2 separate regions of the Danio rerio genome follow, and region 2 is linked to region 1. Evidence: chromatin contacts called from public Hi-C data. All regions are on one chromosome and are shown on one strand. The core of a region is the stretch at or near the end of the contact, and the rest is flanking DNA. Distances in the headings are between cores, read along the strand shown. Region 1 holds the start of si:dkey-27b3.4. Region 2 overlaps itga1 (integrin, alpha 1).

Region 1 (6,696 bases), core at 2,993-5,492:
CATTTTGAAAAATAACAGCCATAATCCTTTTTTGGGGTGCATGCGGTGGCTTTTGGTGGCAGGAGAGCTCTTTTGGTGGCTCTTTGGGAGCGCAGACGCTCAAGACAGTACTGGGAGGTAATAATACTGAACCACTTTCATAATCAACATCATCGGTCCACTGGTTTGTCTGTTAATGCCAATCTAAGACATATATTTTTGTAAATTTTGTTAAAATAATGTTATTTTCAGTTAAAAAATGTATTTAAAAATCTGATAAAAAGTTTATCCTATTCACAGTTATGAGTATGCATGCGCATAAAAATAGGTTGATGGACACATGCTATTGTTACAGATTCACGTAAACAAGGATTGTCATTAAATTAAATTCTATTCACATTTACTTGTTTAGCACTTTTACAATGTAGATTGTGTCAAAGCAGCTTCACATAGAAGATCATAGTAAATTGAAATAGTGTCAGTTCAGTTTTCAGAGTTTAAGTTCAGTTCAGTTTAGCTCAGTTCAGTGTGGTTTAATATTTACTACTGAGAGTCCAAAAAATAAAGAGCAATCCATTGATGCGTAGCTCTACAGATCCCGAACCATCCAAGCCAGTGGTGACAGCAGCGAGGAAAAAACTCACCAACTGGCGAAAGTGAAAAGCTAAAAAATCTCGAGAGAAAACAGGCTGAGTTGGGCACGACTATTTCTCCTCTGGAGAAACGTCTTGTGCAGAGCTGCAGACTAGGCGCCAGAGGCTGGAAGCTGGACCTAAGCGAAGACTCATCTGTCTCTGTGGAAAGCATGAGAAAAGAATGTGGAAAGGCTTGCTTTACTTTAAGTTAATAGCTTTTTTAATTATTTATTTTTGTGAGTATACTTACGAGAAGTACATTTGAAGAGAAACAGGAATATGGGATGGGGAAAGATCCAGCAGTCAGGCACTGCACTGACCATTCTATTGACCTTTAGTTGGATTATATAAGTCACTTTGGATGTAGCAGGTTTCAGTTAGTAAAAAAAGTGTATATTTTGAAATTACAGTGTGTTGTTTTAAAGTAAACTCTCTCTTTATGTCACACTACTACAGAGGAGATCAAATCCACACTGTCCTGGTCCTCAATGCAGAGGTGTTCAGAGAGGGCGACCCGCGTCAGGACGGTTCTCAGTGAGACTCAGCTCTGCATGCTTCAGACCTGTTACACTGCAAATCCCAGACCTGATGCTCTCATGAAAGAGCAGCTGGTTGAAATGACTGGTCTCAGTCCTCGGGTCATTCGTGTCTGGTTCCAGAACAAGAGATGCAAAGATAAGAAGAGAAGTCTGACCATGAGACACACACAGAAGCAGCTTGAGGGGCATCTGGTTAGTAGCACTTACTTTAAAACTAAAGCTGCAGTCTGTAATTTTTATTTATTTATTTATTAAGTACATAACCAGTCAGTGTTCAAAACTATTTCCTTACCCTAGCCTGATTCACAACGGTGAGCTTGTAATAATGCTTTATGTTTTATAATTTCATTGCTACTGGTAGGTTTTCGCATGAAAATATGGGTGGTCTGTTGTTCATTGGATGGGTCAGTCAGTTGACAGCGGCTTCTATTGGAATTATGCAAGAACAGCAGGCGTGAATGGCACTTGAGAAAAAAATTTGAGATCTCAAAAAGTGTACACAGCGGCCTCTGGTGGATTCGCAAAAAAAAGAAAAGCATAGCTCCTGGGACCAATTTGGCGCTCTCCAGAAATGTATATTGCGGTTCATTTTCAGAATGAGCCTGGATTGTTTTTTTATTTAAATGAACAATTTCCCATGAAATTCAAATGTTACATCAATTAGAAATTAGACTATACAAATACTAAATGTAACAGTAAAATCATGTTGAAATTGAAATCCGGTTGAATGGGAAGTTGCTGAGACTTATTTCAGTATGTCAATGTACTTCCAACTGAAATGGAATATTGAGTAGGGACAGGGCTTATTTGGGGCTTATTTACTGAAAGTAAACTGAAGTAAGTTGTCAAACTGACATAATCAGAGAAGAGCCAGCACTACAAACATGGAAGCAGAAGATCAGACTTTGAATTAAGATCACATTTAATTAAAGAATAACAATGTGAGATAGGAAAATATTTTTTTTTTAATTTCACACAGACTTTAACACTAACAGATTGAAAACAAAATATATCAATAATAATTTGCATAAAGAGGTGTGATATAAGCTAATTTGTTAAATTTGATCACTATATATACACAGCATGACTAATTTGTGATACATTTTTATCCTCAGCTAGTCAAAACAAAAAGGTGGACATTATTTATTGGTTCAGATGACATTCTCCGGTAGAATTTGTTATTTCGATCAAAGTATTAAGTACCTCCAACTCCATCGGCGCAGTGACTGACCACCACATACACTGCAAAACATTAGATTATACACACCACGACACACAAACCAATGGAAACAAAAAGCAAAAAGCTGCAGTTGCACGTTTTAAAATAGAGATGGCGACAAAGAGGCAAAACTTACAGTTTGCAGCTTTAGCATTAGCTGTGTTTCCTTCACCCTGTCTTGATGCAAATTTGAAGTATCAAATCACAAACAAGAAATGGAAGTTTAAAAAAAAAAACTTAGTTTGAAAAAAGGTTTTAACATTCACTTGTGGCGGTTTTGATGAGAAACGGGGTTTATGTGAATGGAAACCCATTTCCCAAATAAACTGTGACATAGAGAGCATTACACTCATGAGACTAATCAGCTGTTTCTGCTATGGTGAGTTGTTTACTGTCTGTTACAAGGTTACCAATACTACAGTCAGCTTCTCTAACAACTTGATGGAAATTATTATTATTTTTTTTGAAAACTTAAAAAAACATTCATTTGGTTAATGAGATCTGGCTAATGACACATTCTTTAAACATTGTAGGTTTCAGAGGAGCCGCTACTGCTGGTCAGTACAGAGAGTCAGGACAGTGATGTGATGATCAGCCCACCATGGAAACTACTGACCGACTTCATTCTGGAAAACGAAGCTGAGCACAGATCATTCCCACAAATGGTAAACATCAAGGATTACTGAGACTGCATAATGGATACATTTTTTGTACTGTTATTAATTTGTTTTGATTTGGGTTCCAGCTGTCTTTACCAACAGAAGGCCCGTGTTCTGCTGGAAGTGAAGTTGCGTCAGTATCAGACACCGCCAACAGCCTGACAGCAAGTCCAACGGACATCAGAGAGTGAACAGAGATACACCAGCAATTCAATGTATACTTGCTCAATTGAAGTATTATTTAAGGTGGCTGTGAGAGCTTAACGTGCTGCAATAAAAAAAAAAATACAATTACAAAAAACAGCAGCAAATTAAGAAAAGATCTTCATCCGTGTGACACATTAAAAAATGTTTAAAAAACACAACAGAAATGTTTTGTGGGACCCAAAAACGTGACGAACGCTGCTGTGCCATGACTATTGCTCAGTGAAGTTGTAGGTGATCTTTGAAAGGTGAGTTTTTGTTTGTTTATTTAAACGTCCAGATTCCCTTTGTTCATTTTATTAGCCCAAATAACCATAACCTAAATGGTCTGTCACATTTTAGGATCCTTTTAAAACATTTCCATTGTGTTCCGAGCTATTTTGCAAGTATTTTATGACAATGTAGTACATTTTATTAATTTGTTTGCATTGTAAGAAAATGCAGTGCATTTTTTTAAAAATGTGTATGCGCTGTAAGGAATTGCAGAATGTGTGCTGTTAAACGGATGTACCCCTTTTCTTAATTTGCTGGTGTTTTTTGTAATTGCATGTGTTTTCTTAAATTGCTGCACCTTCAGCTCTCTTAACCACTATAATTAATTTTTCTGATTTAAATCTTGTAAACACAGTGTATATTATTAAAACAATAGTAATTTATTATATTTAAAGCACAAGGATTATCCTGTGTGGGTAAAATGTGACAGCGTGTTAGTGCTCTTATTATTTTGCAATGTATTTGCTTATTAAAATGAACTGTTGTTGTATTTTTTTTTTAATTTGCATTCAATTCAGTTTGTTAACCAATGTGCCTATATGGTTGCGCCAAAAGTACTGGTAGAAATGAAACAAAAATTATTAAAATTAATGTCTTGTATTGCACAGATCGTCTAGAAAGTTTGATAGATATTGTATTTCATTATTGGTATATAAATTATATTATCACAAAGTTGCCTTGATGTGTTGTTGAGCTGTTATTTTTGTCATGATTCTCCAGCACCGTTTCTGCTTTTTTGTTTCTCTTATTAAATAAGTAACACAGGGCCCAGTTTTTCAAAAAATGTCATCTGGATCAAATTGGTACAGATTTGGAAAACCCATGTTTTGCTATCCAGGATTAACTGATCTATCTTACTACAGTTTTTAAAGGTACACTGGGATGGACCACTCTGATCCCAATATCAAATTTCAGGATTACGAAATACTGTTTACCAGAGCCTTAAATGGAACCAATTGCGTAGCCTACTGGCTTAGCAAAAAAAAAAAAAAAAACAGGTATGCAAAATACCAGCTGCCACAAACAGACATAGGTTGTTTTAATGGTTACAAACAGAATCACTTTAATCAACAAATATTTAACCTTATAGTTTGTTCTAATACAAAACTGCTTTGATATTGTTTTGTTGTTGTTTACCAGATCTTATATACCATCTAGATGTGATATGCTTTATAAAGGCTTTAAATATGAAGGAATGTATTTCATCAGCAACCATTAAGTTTTTGATCATTAACTTAATAAATTTAAAATAAAATAAAACTTAATTTTACTTTTGAAAAATTTGGCTCTGGTGGCATATATATATCTCACTCACTGCTAGTAGCTGAAATATAATCATTAAAATTATTTTAAATGATTAAAAGTTATCCATTATGTAGTTTTATGTCATTTGATACCACTGCGGCTATTTTTAGAGTCCTATTGCAGTAGTTTTAAAAATGAAAGCGAAAGAAAGTTATTGCATCACGAATGCATTGCCCAGTGATCCACCGCTCGTCCTGACATCGCACTCCTTTGTAAAAGAAGAAGAAAACGGTGAGTAACATACATCCTTCATTTACTTACAGGATTTCCTCTGGGTTAGTCTACGATTTGTGAATGTCTTTGAGATGTAAAATGCATTATCAATGATCCGTGAAAAGAATTAGTGCTATTGCAATTGCTACCTTTAAACTGCACCTTACACATGCATAAAAATCTTCGTCATATACTTGCCGTTTTGAGCAAAAATCTTTTATCTAGCACAAAATTATGTTATAAATGTTAGCATTAACATTTGTCATTTATCACGCAATGTTTTTACAAAAAAATCACGTTACTACATTTTGTGCATTTCTAGGCAGGTTAGACCACATCTGCATGTGCTACTTCCTTGTTGCTCGTAAACACTGACAAAATAGTCTGATAGACTGCAGTGTAAAGTTCACAGAGCACACACTAAAAATATGTCAGTGAGTTATTTAAAGTGTAACTATAGGAGCAGGTCATAAATGCTGTAGTTATGTTTAGGTGTAATGAATGATATGTGCCTCATTCAACAAACATTAACTACTTAACTTTCAAATTAGCTATGTTCACATTAGACTGGTGTTATTTACAAATCAACAAAACATTTAAATCTTTCTTGGATGATTAGTTAAGTAGAAAACAAACAAATAAGAATGGCATTCCTATATCCCATTTACTGTAATATAAGTTATTTCTCAAAGCGATTTATTACATATTATATATATTTTCATGTAATAAATGTTGGGGTGACGTAGTGGCGCAGTAGTGCTGTCGCCTCACAGCAAGAAGGTCGCTGGTTCGAGCCTCTGCTCAGTTGGCATTTCTGTGTGGAGTTCTCCCTGCGCTCGTGTGGGTTTTAAAAGACATGCGGTATAGGTGAATTCAGGCTAAATTGTCCGTAGTGTATGAGTGTGTGTGTGTGTGAATGAGTGTGTGTGGATGTTTCCCTGAGATGGGTTACGGCTGGAAGGGCATCCGCTGCGTAAAAAACGTGCTGGATAAGTTGGCGGTTCATTCCGCTATGGCGAAACCGGATTAATAAAGGGACTAAGCCGACAAGAAAATGAATGAATGAATGAATAATAAATGTTGTTATAACTTAACTTGAATTAAATAATTGTATATAGGCAGGCAACAATTTTGAACTCTAATTTCAGCTTTACAGTAGCTTCTGACATGTTTTTAGTCCTGGAATGTGGATCTTTTTTGCAAGTATGCAACATTCGTTCATTCATTCATTTTCCTGTCGGCTTAGTCCCTTTATTAATCCGGGGTCGCCACAGCGGAATGAACCGCCAACTTATCCAGCAAGTTTTTACGCAGCGCATGCACTTCCAGCTGCGACCCATCTCTGGGAAAAAGTATGCAACATTGTTTAAAATTGTGTTAAATGTAAGACATTACTGTAAATGTAGCCTATAGGGCATGATTTCCTAAGAATGTTCACACATTGGTTTGCAAATTTGACTTGAAATAAATGAAATACACCTTTTGTTTCATTGCTAGCAATCAGATTAACTTGTCCTTTTTGGGCACTATTTATTCAATTGGAAATATACTAATTTATTTAATAAAGTAGCATTTTATCTTCATTAAAATGAACCATGTTCTTTGGTATATTGATTAGCATTTTCAATAGGTTTAGTTTCTTTTAGTTAAACTATGGTTATTGTAGCGAA
Region 2 (6,696 bases), core at 2,993-5,492, 130 kb after region 1:
AGCTCAATTTAGAGTTTCACTGCAAAGGCTGTGAATACTGATGTACATGTGATATTTCAGGTTCTTTCTTTGTAATAAATTTAGAACAAGTTCAAAAAATATTTTTTCACATTGTCATTATGGGCTATTGTGTGTAGATTTTTGAGGAAATAAATGAATTTAATCCATTTAGGAACAAGGTTGTAACATTACAAAATGTGGAAAAAGTCAAGTGCTATGAATACTTTCCGAATGCACTGTATGCTGAACCTCAAGTATTTTTAACTAATAGTATTAATAAAAAGTTTGCAGATCTAACTCTTAAATTTAACCGTTTTAAAAGAAATAATAAATTATGGATAGTTCATCCAGAGATGGAAATTCGGTTATAATTTCATCACCCTTTTCTTGTTCTTTGAAACTTTAAAAACTTGAGTTTCTTTTTTTCTGTTAAACACAAAAGAAGATATTTAGAAAAATGTAGGAAACCTGTAACCATTGACTTTTATAGTACTTGTTTTTCCTACTATAGTTTCCACAATAGTTAGAGGTTTTCAGATTTCTTCAAAATACCTTCCGTAGTGTTCAACAGAAAAAAGAAACTTTTAAAGGTTTAGAAACCACTTGAGGGTGAGTAATTTGAGAGTAAACATTACAAAATTAATGTTATATTTAAAAATTAGACCTGTAAACTTTATATTAATAATATTAGTTAAAAATAATTGAAGTTCAGTTTAGCTCAGTTTTATTATCCATTTCTTATTTATTTTTATCAAGCAAAATTAAAACAAGTATATTTTACATTGTGACTTCTTTAAAGATAATAGGTTTCAAAGGAATAGCAGCTTAGGATGAAATTAAAATAAATGAAGTGTTGCCATTTAAATTCATAAACGTTTTGTTATTTGCTTTACATTCACAAGCACCAACAGGAAATGGTCATGTTTATAATATGAATATATTTATGTTTAGCGTATTGCAGCTGGAGGAGATGGAGAGAGCATGAAGTTCTTTGGCCAGTCGATTCATGGCATTATGGATTTGAATGATGATGGCATCATCGATGTCACTATTGGAGGAATAGGAGGAGCTGCACTTTATTGGTAAGTCTGATGATTTGATAAATCAGTTCATATGATGGCCTATAATGTTTTCTTTTTCTTATAGTGTATATTATTGTGCATGTAGAAAATATGTTAAAAAAGTTCATAGCCTCAAACAACAGATTTATTCTCTCTGACATGAGAACACTAGAGCCAGACCTGTCTTAAAGCGATAGTTCACCAAAAATATATCCATTTACTTACTATTTACCCCCCCCCTCCCCCCTCCCCCCAAGTAGTTATAAGCTTTTATTTCAAGAATTTTCATATACAAATACATATGCTCATACAGTGTTTATACACCCCTCACAAATCTCTCTTTTTTTCTACAGGAAGCTTTAACATTTATTATATTTGTGCATATACATTAGGCAAGGCAAGGCAAGGCAAACTTTATTTATAGAGCACAATTTTATACAACCGTAGTTGATCCAAAGTGCTTTACAATGAGATAAATTATTTAAAAATATATAAATAAATAAATCTTGTATAAAAAAAATGTAAGAAAATGAAATAGATGTGTATTATTAAAATACAGTATAAAAAATTACATGTATGAGTCACTCAAAGGCAAGGGAGTAAAAATACGTCTTCAAGTTAGATTTAAAAGTTCAGGACACCCTGGAGAACTTTTTTTTTTAATTTTAACAGATTTGTTTGTGTTGAGCATCAGTTAAGACAATGTTAGCACCTGTCAGCTTTAATTGTGGGGAAAACTGCATAAATTTGAGCTTTTGTCAGCTAATTTCAGCTTCCAGGTTTAAAATGATATTTGGGGCGGGATCAAAATCGGCGACGTAGCGCAGTACTGCAAGTGCAATGATGACGCGTTGGTTTCTCATTATTATTCATAGCGGAGTTTTCTTATCCTATGAGAAGAGCCGGCTGCTAAATTATTCATGAGAGCACGTGCATTCCAAAGGCAGACCTGCCAGTTTCAAGCAAGCTGTGAGACACAGACCAACGGAACGCAGTAGCCGTTCATGAAGGCTCGTATGTGTTTGTTTCCATGATCCACGGGGTTTGTTGCATGTTTTATCCCCGCGATCTTGTCAGGGCCGATCATACAGCAAAGCTGTGTGTGTGCTGCAAGCATTTTTGTCGAGAGAGCAGCACGCGAATTAGAGAATGGCGGACGTTGACTTTTATCAGGAGTTTGTTCACATTCAGACACATCGCCGTGCTGCTGTGTTTGCCTAAATCCTCTATATTACCAGCAGGGCTGGTAATATAGGGTCTGCAACACAGAAAGTTCGATCACCCTTTGATTTGCAGCGAGACCGAGGGACAGACAGAAGAAACTGATTAATGGACCTTAATGGTCTACAAGCTGTATATGGCCTAATAAGCTCACTGACATAGGCCGAGGCAGAATTGTGCAAAGCTTTATATGTAAAAAGAAGGATTTTAAAATCAACTCTTTATCTAATAGGAAGCCAGTGCAATGAGGCGAGGACAGGGGAGATATGATCTCTTTTCTTAGTTCCTGTTATCAATCTGGCGGCTGCATTTTGGACCAACTGTAACCGAGAGAGTGTTGACTGGGGTAGACCAATGTACAAGGAGTTGCAGTAGTCTAACCGAGAGGAGATTAAAGCACGGGTCACCGTTTCTAAATCTTTTTAAGATAGAAATGGCTTAACTTTTGCCACTAATCTAAGTTGGAAAAAGCTGCTCTTTAGTTAGCTCTTTAGATTAGCCAGTACTGAATCCAAATCTGGAGATAATCCAACAAAATAACTTATGATAATGGTCGAAAATTTGTACACCCAAATTTATGTCATGGAAAAATATTAAATAAAAAATTTTAAAAGAGCTTAATTGAAGAGAAACATAAAAAAAGTATAAAATGAAGTCATTTTTTTCTTCAATATTTCGCTTCATTTAATTATATTATTTTTCTATTTCTAAAGATATTTGATGACTAAAATATTATTTTAATAAATATATCCATTTAATAAATTTGTTCAAACACATCAAAATATATGACCTATCTTGACAGAGAAATGGATAAAAATATTCATTTTCAAACTGGGGTGTACTCATTTATGTTTTTTATTTATTTATTTACTTTATTTATTTATACAGGGACAATGTACAACATGACATGTTGTGCCAGAGTTAGCTATAAAGCTAATTTACATCTGTAGTCCCTGGGCAGGAAGTAACAAATTTAACACTTATAACAAATACAATATACACTTACAGTACAATAAATACAATACATCATTGTCAATAAAATGAAATCAAATCAGTGGCTGCATATTTGATTTTGTTTTAGCCAGATTTTAAGAACAGTTTTAAAATTATTAAAAGTGCTGCTCTCTCTGATATACACTGGTATTTTATTCCATCTTTCTGCTGCTTTAACTGAAAAAAACTGATTGTCCAAAAGCAGTTCACTTAAGTTTAACTGAACAATCACCTCTAACAGATGACCTAGTCTGTCTTATATTGTCCTTGCCGACAATCACACATTGTTTGAGGGGTGGTGGTGCAAGATCATGAAATATTTTATACATTAAACACACATCAGCATAAAATAAGAAACTGTCAAATGTTAGTAATTTTTGTTGTGCAAAACAGTTGCAATGATGATAGCTCCTTGGCTTTTTAGCTAAAATTTTAACAGTTTGTTTATATATAACATACAATGGTTTTAATGTTGTAATGTTCGTATGCGACCAGCTTGTAGCACAATAAGATAAATGAGGTAAAATCATTGTATTCATAAAAAGTTTAGCAGCAGCCATAGGTAACTGATGCCTAATGTTTGATCCCTGTATAATATTATAGCTAATAAATTTGAAGGAATGTGTGTATATTTTATATATGTCATATCCAAGTATAAACTTGTATGTCATCTATGTCATTTCATATATTGCTAAATTACAGCTGTTTTCATGCTTCTTCATATAAAATCACAGTTACCAAAAAAATGGTAAAATTGCTAAAAAACTAACAGATCCTATAAATGAGTCTCAACATAACATTCATTTCTCTGTCCTGTCGTACATCATTTAAAAATTCCCACTAATGTCTGTGGCTAAAATAAAAACCACGGGTATGAAACTTGAACTCACTACCCTCTTGACGTCCAGCTTCCTCTTCCCATCCGCAACAGCTGTCTCAAATTTGGCCATGAGCCTAAACATCCCACAATTGCAGAGGCTCGTCCGTCAGGGGTTACGTCTCTCCGCTACGACCCATTTCTGCTGGACTCTGAGTGTGTGAGAGCCTCCAACCACCAAATAAACTCTTGGCTGAGTTTCCTTTCTTAGATCCCCCTGTAGAGATCACAGATTCCCCAACGGCCACCACATGACCCCTAACGCTGGGACTCTGGGACTGTTGAGCAAATCCATAGAGCCTAGTGACCTCTGCCATCTTCACTCCCCATAAATGCACCACCCAGCCTTTTAGGAGTGCTGTAATTGACCACATATTACATGTTTTTGGAGACTATCTGAAATGTTTAGTTGGACCGGAATCAGTTTATGATCTATGGAGCAGCTGTTGTTGTACTGAGTGAAATGAAGTACCGATTAATCCTGCAGATTCTGCTCTGTTCCTATAAACATTTTGTTGAATTTGTTGAATCCAGGTCTCGGGATGTTGCAGAGCTTCTCGCTGAGATGACTTTTGACCCTATTAAGATCAATCTCCAGCATACGTGTCAAGTCCATGGGAAGACCACCGTATGCGTGAAGACGAGAGTATGCTTCAAATATCGAATCAAGTCTGTTAAAGAGATGAACACTGGAACTGGTGAGTGTCTGACTAATGCTGGGTCCACACTAAACATGAAGAGATCATATGCATCTCCTAATTTCTTAGTGGTTCCTATGAGAAGCGTCTATTCCCAGAGCTTCCGCTATTAATGTGTCTTACAATTATCATTTTAAGGCAAGGCAAGTTTATTTATATAGCACATTTCATGCACAATGATAATTCAAAGTGCTTTACATAAACAGGAATAAAAGGAACAAGTATAAGAAAATAAAAACAACAAAGAATAAAAATTATTAATGACATAAAAACTGATTAAAATGTGTTTTAAAGGAATGTAAAAGAAAAGAAGGACATCTGTCGGACATAGCAGAGTGCTCATTTAGTAAAGGCTCAGCTAAACAGATGTAAATTAAGTCTGGATTTGAACGTGTAATGTTGGAGCACATCTGATCATTTCTGATTCCAGCAGTGAGGGGTGTAGTATCTGAAAGCAGATACACCCTGCTCCGACTGAACTCTTGGATTTTCTAGTTTATATGATCCTAAAGATCTGTGATCTATTTGATTTGTATTCAGTAAGCATATCTGTAATGTATTGAGGTCCTAGGCCATTTAGTGATTTATAGACAAGTAATAATACTTTAAAATCTATTCTGAATGTTACTGGAAGCCAGTGTAAATAACTGAGGACAGGTGTGGTGTGCTCTGATTTTCTGGTTCTGGTCAGAATCTGGATGAACTGTCTGACTGTCTTTTTTGGAAGGCCGGTAAGGAGGCAGTTACAGTAATCCATTCTGCTGGTGATAAAAGCATGAACAAGATTCCTCAAGTACTCATTTTTGTTTTCACTTTTGGCTGAACTGTTTTTTATATAAACATTTGGTGTGAACCCATCAGTTTTATCAGTCAACTCTTTGGGCTCTATTTTGAAGGTCCATGCGCAAAACGCAGGGCGCAAATGCTTTCAGGGCGTGTCAGGGCGCGTTTTTGCTAATTTAAGGACGGGAAATCTGCCTTGCGCTTCGGAGCATGGTCTAAAAGGGTTGAGTTTATTTTCTTAATGAGTTATAGGTGTGTTTTAAGAATAAACCAATAAGAGTCTCATCTCCCATTCCCTTTAAGAGTCAGCTGCGTCGCGCCAAGAGCACATTCGCTATTTACAGGACGCAAAGTAAGTCTAAGTGGAAAAAATGAGCATTTCACAAGCAAACAGTTAACAGTTAACAGTTTTTTTAACAGAAAACTGTTAAACAGAGCATCTACTGCGTGAGAATGAGAGATAATGGATCTACTTTCACTTTCGCTCATGGATAGGGAAACTTTTACGCACAGACATCAATTAGTCTATAAATAAATACATTTTTTTGTTAAGCGCAAATATTCGTTTCAAAACTATTTCTAAATTCAGTTCTAATTTCCAGCAAACGAATAAATGAATAATAATAACAAAATGTGCTCAAAAACCTGAGTTCTATCCTAAAACACATGCTGTGCCCCTTATGGTCTTAAACCTGACAGGTGGGCAAATCTAAGCTTGTTTTTAATAAAACAAATATACATATGGATATAATAAATAATACTGTTAATAATAATAACATTATACAAAAGCAAATTGTTATGAATGAACTGAAAAAGCCTCCCGAGATGAAGAAAACATAAAAGCAGTGATTTTTCATATTTATGTAGGCTAGAAGATAATATGTTTTGTAATATTTTAATCCTTTATATTTATATTCTATATCTATTCTTATTATATCCTATATATATCCCTAATATTTACATTTTTTCATATGTAAAGATATTTGCCTATTGCTCTCTTGTGCGTATTAAGCAGTGCGTAAGCGAGGCACAACTCTGCGCCAGAGATTAGACCAGGTTTGTT

The links. A called contact is a pair of places that touch in the nucleus more often than the background predicts.
Region 2: a contact with region 1 is called in a Hi-C map of embryo, with 2.4 times the contacts expected there. The contact joins the enhancer-like site here to the promoter of si:dkey-27b3.4 in region 1. A contact is called at or near these places in 4 of 18 Hi-C or Micro-C datasets (caudal fin, embryo and hematopoietic stem cells).

What each region holds. Positions count from the first base shown.
Region 1 is chr10:9,284,134-9,290,829 of GRCz12tu, forward strand. si:dkey-27b3.4 reads left to right here and starts at 4,243. Exons shown (of 5, transcript XM_021472223.3): 1 at 4,243-5,044. The coding sequence starts at 4,948. It overlaps isl1b (ISL LIM homeobox 1b), which reads left to right. Exons shown (of 6, transcript NM_001002043.1): 4 at 1,071-1,345; 5 at 2,906-3,037; 6 at 3,118-4,183. The coding sequence ends at 3,222.
Region 2 is chr10:9,412,404-9,419,099 of GRCz12tu, forward strand. It overlaps itga1 (integrin, alpha 1), which reads left to right. Exons shown (of 30, transcript XM_073914404.1): 15 at 952-1,082; 16 at 4,687-4,850. Among named protein-coding and RNA genes, the nearest start is that of itga2.2, 71 kb to the right of the region's middle. Within about 2 kb of position 4,243, at least 3 of the 62 cell types and tissues checked have an H3K27ac peak or open chromatin away from gene starts, as enhancers often do.